2 separate regions of the Sus scrofa genome follow, and region 1 is linked to region 2. Evidence: chromatin contacts called from public HiChIP or PLAC-seq data. All regions are on one chromosome and are shown on one strand. Each heading gives the region's core, a stretch centred on a gene start, on an enhancer-like site or on the middle of the called end of the contact. The rest is flanking DNA. Distances are from core to core; before and after follow the strand shown. Region 1 overlaps AGPAT5 (1-acylglycerol-3-phosphate O-acyltransferase 5). Region 2 overlaps MCPH1 (microcephalin).

The links. HiChIP or PLAC-seq counts read pairs in DNA pulled down with a chosen protein or histone mark.
Region 1: an H3K27ac HiChIP or PLAC-seq map of alveolar macrophages shows a contact between it and region 2. The contact joins two enhancer-like sites. A contact is called at or near these places in 9 of 47 Hi-C or Micro-C datasets (adipocytes, embryonic fibroblasts, fetal heart ventricle and 6 more) and 2 of 2 datasets of contacts at active chromatin or transcription factors (alveolar macrophages and skeletal muscle).

Annotation. Positions count from the first base shown.
Region 1 is chr15:37,838,013-37,842,820 of Sscrofa11.1, forward strand. The region is part of intron 5 of AGPAT5 (1-acylglycerol-3-phosphate O-acyltransferase 5); the gene reads left to right. Among named protein-coding and RNA genes, the nearest start is that of AGPAT5, 39 kb to the left of the region's middle. Within about 2 kb of position 2,094, at least 7 of the 83 cell types and tissues checked have an H3K27ac peak or open chromatin away from gene starts, as enhancers often do. A contact at or near this core is called in alveolar macrophages, where this site is marked.
Region 2 is chr15:37,471,580-37,476,117 of Sscrofa11.1, forward strand. All of the region lies in intron 3 of MCPH1 (microcephalin), which reads left to right. Among named protein-coding and RNA genes, the nearest start is that of MCPH1, 19 kb to the left of the region's middle. Within about 2 kb of position 1,517, at least 8 of the 83 cell types and tissues checked have an H3K27ac peak or open chromatin away from gene starts, as enhancers often do. A contact at or near this core is called in alveolar macrophages, where this site is marked.

The DNA of each region.
Region 1 (4,808 bases), core at 844-3,343, 370 kb after region 2:
GAGAGCACTCGTAGATCTGGAGGAGCCGAGGGGAAGCCCAGACTCCTGTCACAACACTACTGTTCAGAGGTTCTGAGGGCTTTGTTTGATCTCTTCGAGGTCATTTCTATACCATTAAAATTTTTTACCAGAAGAAATATTACTGTTTCTTCCTCCTGCCTTTTCACACTCCTTTCAGCTCCCCTTTGTGAATTCCTGATCCGCTCAAGCCTGGTCTAAACTCTGAATCAGTGGTTCTCTAATTGGTGCCTGAAGCAGCAGCAGCAGCACTGTCCTGTAAACATTCAGGTACCACTTTCATAATTTAAATTATAATTTCTCATCAGTTATGTGAAGTGTTTCATTTTAACTCATTTTCCGTAGATGCATTTTAGATGTTTTGCTTTCCAGCAGTTACTAGAAAATTGGAACCTCATGTATCTTAATTTTCTTTCTCCATAGTGGTTTTTTACCACAGCAGCCAGCAGGATGATAGACTTAAACTTTTATAACTCCAGTAGTGGAAGGCAGGAATTTTAGTGACAAACCTAGAGTGGCAAACCACAGACCTAGAATTTTCATGTTATTCAAGCGAGTTATATTATAGAGCATGATTTTTGTAGTTTTAAAACTCTTTAGGATTTGTGGGATTTAGCTTTCATCCTTTAAATAACACTGGCTATTGTATAAGTTTAAGTGTCCTTTCAAAACATAAAGACAGAGAGTTCTTGTCCTGACCCAGTGGAAACAAATCTGATTAATATCCATGAGGATGTGGTTTCCATCCCCGGCTTCGGTCATTTGGTTGGGGATCTGAAGTTGCTGTGAGCTGTGGTGTAGGTTGCAGATGCGGCTTGGATCCTGAGTTGCTGTGGCTGTGGTGTAGTTGGGCAGCTACAACCCCAATTTGGCCCCTAGCCTGGGAACTTCCATATGCCATAGGTGTGAACCTAAAAAGCCAAAACAAACAAAAAACATAAAAACAGAAGGATTGTTTTTTCTTTGCACACTTCCCTGAATAAAAGTTATTATATCTGAAACATGTAAACAGATTTAAGTAGCAAATGGCAAGCTAATAATATTTGCAATGTATGACGTTTTAATAAATTCATTATAGAAGGAATTCCTGCTGCTTAGTAAGAAAAAGCCATAAATAAGAAAAATGGCAGAAAGGACATGAATAGGAAATGCATTCGATATAAATGAGCCATGCCTGTGAACAAATGTCCTTTGTCCCTGGTAATCAGAGAAATACAAATTCATTGAGCACTCTGAAACCAGCTTTTGAAAGTCAACCTGGCAAACATTGCTAAAGAAAGTTACTACCCAGTATTGGCCCAGGTTTAGTGGACAAGACAAACTTATCTTTCTCCTGGGAGCTAAAATGTCCTCTTTGTTCCCCATGGGCTGTAACCCATGATTATAGACTTGGTATCTTGAAAGGGGAGATGTGTCCTCTTACAGTTCAGGAAGCCTGAAGGCTGAATGGTCTGAGATCAAGGTGCAAGCATAGCCTGGTTCCATTTGTAGGCTCTCAGGGAAAATCCCTTTTCTTGCACTGGCTCCTGGTGCTGGCTTAATGCTCTGCTTTTACAGTCTTAAAATCGCACTGGGTCCTGCAGAATCTGTAGCCGGTTCTGCCTCTCCCTCCTCCTTGCCCTTCCTTCCTCTGACCCTGTCTATTTAGCTTCACTTGGACCCCTCTTTCCTCAGCCCTCCCCACTGTCGAGGCCTTACCACTCTCCTGTGCCTCCCATCTCCAGGTCCCTGCCCATTCCTGGCCTCGACATGACATTCCTTAGCCCTCTGTAACCTGAGTAATCTGGTTGTTTTCTCCCTTCTGTAGCAATTGGAACATGATAAAAATCTATGCTGATTGCTTTCTGCAGCCAATCCGCACTGTGTGATTTCAGCTGAACCAATAATGCTGTGTTTAGCAATTCTTTATTTTTCTCTTTTTCTCTTTCTGTTCTGTTTTTCAGATTTTTCCCTTCACATCTCATAGTTTCTTTGCCTTGAAGAAGTTATGTTTCTCTGTCAGGATTGTATCATACAGTCATACTTTATTTCAAAATCTTAATCCTGTTGCTTCAGTAATTTCTTTTTGCTTCCGTCACCTCCACACACTTCTCTGCTAGGTTTTTCCCCAGTTTACAAATACAGTCTAATTCTCACGCAGGGTGTGTGTGTGTGTGTGTGTGTGTGTGTCTACCCCCTTAAGGATTGCCTGTTTTCTCTCTTTCTCTTTGGTGCTGAAGAAGAAGTCTGGGCCCTTCTCGTTCTCACATGTTCTCCATCCACTCTCACAGGTTAATCCCAGTGACACCCAATTTACCAAAGTACCGCATCACCTCTCTTGGTTCTCAGAGTCGTTAGTCGTGATTGCCTTTTCATCTCTGCCCTTCAGTATTCTCAGTCACTGCCATTGCTTCAATGATGGTGTCCATATGCAAATGACCCCCAAATGTTAGTACTAGGTAGAAGCTCAGGAGATCTGGAGGTGGAAACAAAGCAAAGCAGTTTCTAAAACAGAGATTGGTCACTGACCAGGAAGGATTCCTCTACTGTTAGGGCTCAGGGGTTTTCCATAGTTCTCTAGAGGCAGGGGCGCAGTGTGATGTCAGTGTGACGGGCACAAGCTGAGCAGGTGATTGTGGATTCCTGTTATCTGACTGTCCCTGTAATGAAATTCTAATTGGTCTCTATAGTATTATTAGGAGATTGGTTTTACAATAATGACCCAAGGTTTGAGGAGACTGAGAGTCCTCTTCTCTGCTGAGAGTTGAAGACAACCTGCTCAGAGATGTAAATTGTCCCCCTCTGTGGACTGGATTTAGGATTGTCTAGTGGCTGATGACCCTCTGAGAAAGCCCAGATACTATTTGTTGTAATGGTAAGGGAATCTTGTATTATTCTAAGCCTTGGAAAATTGATAGACTCTGTCTTACTAAGTACATGCGGGAAAGAAGGAGCTGTTTTTGTCATGTCCTGCATTCATATCTCACTTCACCTGCTTTCTGTACCTCCATTCCAACCACCCTTGAAAACACTGGTCCAGGTAACACTCCATTGGGCCAGGTGGTTATGTCTCAGTTCTGGACCTTTCAGTGTTTCCCAGTGAGCATTGTCTTCTTGCTTCTCCTTGAGACATTTTCTTCTCCGTGCATCTCTGTCACCCCAGTCGCCTTGTGTTTGCTCTTCCTCGTCGACTCTTTCTTTCCAAGAGCCAGAACATTAAAAAAGAATTAAAAAAGAATGTTTATAACTGAGTCGCTTTGCTGTACAGAAGAAATTGGCACAACATTGTATATCAACTAAAATTTCTTTTAAAAAGCTAAGTGATAAAAGCTGGAACGTGCCAGATAGGAACTGGATCTAGACAATGTGCTGTAGTACAGTTCCTGGCGAGAGGACTTTCTCTTTGTTTGGTTTACATACTAGTAACGGCCATTTCTTACTCATCCGCCACAAAGTTGATTTTTCTAAACCTTCACTGTAACTCATTTCTAGGAAAATACTACTTTTCTGTCTTCTTACTAACTTACTTCGATTCTAATAATTCATTGTTCTTACCAAACATCATAGAGTGATTCTGTGGAGCTATCGATTTAATAAAATTGAATCCAATAGCAAAGAAGGAAGTGTTAACTAATTTAATTGACAAATAAATGTTTCCCAGCCTGATATACTATGTAGATTTTTGTTATAAGTTTGTGAATAAATTAAACTGCTTCTGCCCTAGGGATTTAAGTCAGATCCGTGGTTGTGGGAATCTCTTTCTTTCCCACACGACTCTACATTTTAAAAATTCTTCAGCAGGAAGATCCCAACATACTATAGCTGTTCTTTCTTATGCGGCTAATTTTCCCTCGAGAGAGGCAGTAGAAAATCCAAGTCAGTTTTTTTCCTAGTCTGTTTCCATGTCACTTCTTCAGGGCTACCCTTCTCTGTTAAATTGTCAGGAAATATTCTAATCCAGGAAAGGGGGGCAGTAGGAGGTAGAAAGTAGAAAGAACAAATTCTTAGTACTAGTAGGAGCACAAATAAATATGTGATTAATTATTCTCTATACATTGCAATATTTTCTCACTTAAAGAGGCTTTTGAAAGTGTGTGGGGATGTGTGTGTGTGTGTGTGTGTGTGTGTGTGTGTGTGTGTATACCCAAGAGAATTGAAACTGTATGTTTACACCAAAACTTGTTCATATGCAGCATCGATACACAGTTTGTATGAATGTTCATAGCAGCACTGTTCATAAGAACCAGAGGGAGGAGAGAACCAGTGTCTGTCAGCTAGTCGGCCAGTTAACAAAATGTGGTATAGCCATACAGAAGACCATTACTCAGCCATAAAAGCTGAGGAAGTACTGATGTGTGCTGCCACATGGAAGAACCTCGAAAACATGATGCTAAATGAAAGAAGCCAAACACAAAAGTCCATGTGCTGTGATTTCATTTATGTGAAATGTCTATAATTGGGCAATCTGTAGAGACTGAAAGTAGACCCATGGTCGCAGGGACAGGGGTGTGCAGTGTCTGCAAAGGGTGAGGGTGTCTTTGGAGTGATGAAAATGGTCTGGAGTTTGATAGTGGTCATGAGTGAATAAACTAAAACTCATTGAATTGTCTGCTCTCCAGGGTGAATTCTATGGTATATGAACTAGATTCCAAATTTTTAAAAAGTTTACCAAGAAACTAGATTCTTCGGTTACCCTAGAAGTTTCAGGCCAGAATTTTGTGTTACATGGACCACCTCAGTCATGAGTTCAGGTGTTGAACACAGTGGGGGTCATTTAAGTCATCCCACCCTATCAATCTTTGGACAGAAGT
Region 2 (4,538 bases), core at 267-2,766:
TAATGTAGTTGTCATCTCTGACATGATTTGTCTTCTTTTTCTTTTTTGAGTTTAATCGGCTCTTGTTTATTGTCTTTCTGTTGTTTTTTTTTTTTAATTGCTGCTGTTCTTTGTTTTTATGTTTATGATTCAAGAAATATCTCACACATATAGGTGGATGATGGCTGACTGGATGATGGATTTTCCCAAATGGTTGTTTGACAGTATTTGATTCAGGTATGAGGGTTGTGTTATATTCTTCAGCTTTATATATGTTTTTATTTGGGGGAAGGAAGATTTTCATCAGCTGAAATGGTTTGACTACATTTTCTTTTTCAAGTAGTTTTTTATGGATACAATGTCCTTTGTGCTACTGCATTTGATTTTATAGGTAAGGCTTCCTTCTGTGTTAGTTCATAGCACCCTCCTGTGTTAGTTCTGCTCTCTTGCATAGTCCTTTTTGTGGCTGATGTTGGGAAGGGGGATTGCCTTTAATACTCCAGGACCCTTAAATGTTTTCCCCTTAGTTCCTTTTTTTCCTTCATTGCTATTTGTCTGAGGCTTGCCACTTTTCCATGTATTTGGTTCTTGCTCAGAATCAATGCTTTTTGGAGCCTCTTGGTTCTGGGCCAGCTCACATTCCTGCCCATTCCCTATTAACAAGTGCTCTGAACCACTGTGTTCTGTATTTGGGCGTTTCGTCCCAGACTTCCTCTTTTTCAGCCTGATTTTCATGTGCTTCACCTGAGTCCTCCAGGCCCCTCCACTCTCTCTATGGAGTCATAGCCTCTTCTCCCCTGCTTTTTGCATCCCTGGACTGGAGGCTGTACTGGAATCTGGATTATCTTTCTACTTGTATATCATTTGAAGTTTTGATGAAAGTACAGGTCATGTGTGTCTTTATGTTTGTTCCTTCTTAATTGATTTTTCATGGGAGGGTATGGGGGAAGATTCAGAATCAGGCAGCTGTCCTTCACCTAAGAGGTGAACTCTCCCTCACCTCTTAGGCCATCCATTAAAATGGCCCATTGGTTTTATCTCAGACCTGCCATGGCTCTTCATCTGCTGCTGCCCACCGGCCACTTCAGTCCAGACAACTCTCATCTTGCCTCATTCCTGCCTGCCCCTCTTTCCTTTCATTTCTTGTACATCAGCAGATATAACACTTTTAACACATAAATCACTTTTATCCTCTTGCTGCGATTAAATTATTTAGAATTAAATGGTCTCAAGCAGGGAATAGCTGACAAGTGGCCCAGGAGCCAAATGTAGCCTACCACCCTATTTGTGATGGCCCATGGGTTAACAGTGGTTTTCACAATATTAAAAGTTTGGGAGGGGGGATCAAAAGAATATTTCATGACACATGAAAATTGCATAAAATCCAAATCTTACTGTCCATCAATAAAGTTTTACTGCAACACATCCATGCACAGTTGATGGTGTATTGTGACTGCCTGCCTTTGTACTGCACATGCAAAATTGAGCAGTGTGGCCCACAAAGCCTGCAGTATTCACTGTTTTACAGGAAGGGTTTGCTGACCTCTGTTCAGAGCTCTGCATGATTCATCTCCAGCCTATCCCAGCCTCGGCTGACCCACTCTCCTGTTTGTATCCTCTAGACACTCTGGTCTTTCTGTGTCCTCAGATGGAGGACCCAGTTCTTGGGAGTGTGCTACCTGGGACTCTGCCTTCTTTTCCTGCTGCTTAACCCTCTTCTGGACTCAGCTCCTTCATGTGTGTCCTGTTTCAGGGTCAGCTTCCCTGAAGTGCTCTCTCTGTCCCCTAATCTACAGTAGAGTCCCCTTTGTGACTCCCTCTCTCAATTCCTTATTTCTTTTTTGTGCGGTAAAACTTAATTGCTCATTTGTCTGTCTGTCTACCTAGCCTTGTATCAAGGTCTTTCCTTATGATGCAAACCCCATAAGTTCAGCCTCTGTATTTATTGTCCTCTGTAGCTGTGTTTCCACTAAGCATCTAACACATAGTAGGTGCTCAGGAAGTATTTGTCCCAACAGTTGATGAACAGAGGAGGTATCAGAGCTCCATGTAAAAGGTTATACGGGCACGTTACTAAAAGCTTGAACTTAGTGGAGAACTGGGGCAAAAGTGTCACCTGACAGCTGGGCCTTCCTGTACTGAAGCAAGGCCTCCAGCTGTCTTGACGTGGCACTTTCACTTATGGTTTTCGTCCTGCTGTTCTGCTCCTTTGCTGGTCTTTCTCCTAATTTCTTTCCTCCTTATCTCCTTTCTCTATCTCTGCCCCTGCTTAGCCCAAGAGGTTCATGGAAACTCCAAGTCCATAATAATTATAACTTTACCCAAAGGCAGTCTCTAAGCTCCTTTTAAAGTGAACTTAATCACATTTTTAATACAAATTTTTTCTTTGTTTGTTATTGTTTGTTGTAATACAGTCAGATTTTAATTATATGAAGTTAATTAGTGATTTTTAGATTTCCTTTTGCTATTTTGAAAGCAAACTTTCTTTTGAATTAAATGTATTTGTATTTAAATGTGTGCATATTTTTAAAGTAAAAAATCCCCACTTAATCCACTTCAAGCCTTATCTTCCAGAACTCCCCTCAGTTGGGAGAAATCTACCATTGAGAATTTAGGATACATAGTTTCAGATTTTTTACTGAGCATATAAAAAGAAGTATACATAATGCATTTACATTGATTGATGTATACGTATATACACATCCTTGTAAATCAATAGATTTTTTCCCATGGGACATATATATGCTTTTTTATTTATGAGTGTACTAGAGAACATTTTTCCATGTTTTTACATAGAGATGTATCTTATTTTAAAAAAAACACATATATAGTCTTTTGTAATAGATACCCAGTAATTTATGTAACCTACCTCCTATTAATAAGTATGAAGTTTTCCATTTCTTTCTCTTTTCTTTCCAATCAGAAATAGTACAACATCAAGCCTTTGTATACATTACTTTCTTGGTAGGGGTATAAGTCTTTACACAGCTTTAAATTCCAAAAATGGATTTTTGGATTCATATGGCTTACATATTTAAACTTATGATAGATACTATCAAGTTGCATTCTGGGAGAAAAATGTGCTAAATTCTGTTCTTTCTAGCTGTGTGAGTTATCAGACTTTTTAATCTTTCCTACTTTGTAGGCGAAAAGTTAAAGTTGACTTCATTTGCATTTCCTTGATTTTTAGTGAGCATGAACTTCCTTTGATATAATTTAGAGATGACTGCCAACCTGACCTTTATTTTCTATGTCACATGTCCATTCTTCTTTTCTTAACTGCCTGTCCATTCCATGGCTCATGTTTTCCCCTGAAAGTGTGAACTTTCATGGAATACCTAAGGTCACTAGGTGTCACTAGAATCCCATTCTGTTATTTTTGGGTGTGTTCCTTACAGAGCAGACAGCTGTGTAACTGCAGCTGATAAAATTCTGAGGTTTCCTTTGGAAGGAAGAAGAAATAAAGGTGGAAGAATGAAGGTCAGCCTGGCTGTCACCTCCCAGTTCTGTTGAGGAAAGTTAGTCACAAAGTTGCTTGTTTGTTTGTTTGTTTGTTTGTTTTTGGGGCTATACCCTTGGCATGTGGAAGTTCCCAGGTTCATAGGCTAGGGGTCGAATCAGAGCTGTAGCTGCCAGCCTACACCACAGTCACAGCAACGTAACATCCTAGCCATGTCTGCCACCTACACCACAACTCAGGGCAACACCAGATCGTTAACCAACTGAGCAAGGCCAGGGATTGAACCCATGTCCTCATGGAAACTAGTCTGGTGCGTTACTGCTGAGACATGACAGGAACTCCTGAAGTTAGCTTTTTTAAACAGTCACTATGACAGATTAACTGGGAGCCCAGTTCCCAGTGATGTCTTGCCTGTTAGAGTCTGTCGCTCACCCTGCATTTAGTGTTTCCTACAGACAGGCCGTTTCCTTGCATAACCACCATCCATGCTGGCGTCACAGCTGTTCCATCAGCTCCACCCCAGAAGCCCATGCCTAGTTGTGTCTCCTCATATTTCTTGCTCTGGAACCCTTGCTGGGCCTGTCCTTGGCTCTTGTGCCTTTGACAGTGTTGAAGGCTATGCATGGCATGTGAAGATTGTCTGGTGCTTCCTGGTGAAGTGTTCTGACCTGGGAATGATGATGGACTCCTCCTGTGCCTGGTGGGGCCTCCCTGGCTTCTTCCCTGGGTGAATGTGCTCCTGGCAATTAACGTGTGTGGCTTTTGAGGGAGGTTCTTTTAAACTGTATAAGTAACTGCCCCTCATCACGCTGTGTGTGTCTGTACTTTACCCACTGGGTTATAGTCCATTATTGTTGTTGTCCCTCTTGAGGTTTGAATTGTCCTTCATTGGCCAGTGGTAGCCTATTCATGGTGACTTTTGTGTTATTTTATTGTTTCTCCATCTTACCCGGAACACTTCTTTTCTCCTCTGGCATATCTTAATATAGGATCAGCTTGTCCTTTCTCTTTCCCAGCCCTAGATTCAGCCTTTCTCCAAGGAGCCCTGGTGTCTTTCAGTGGGAAGTAGTATTTGAACCCAAAGTCAGGGTGGTGGGCA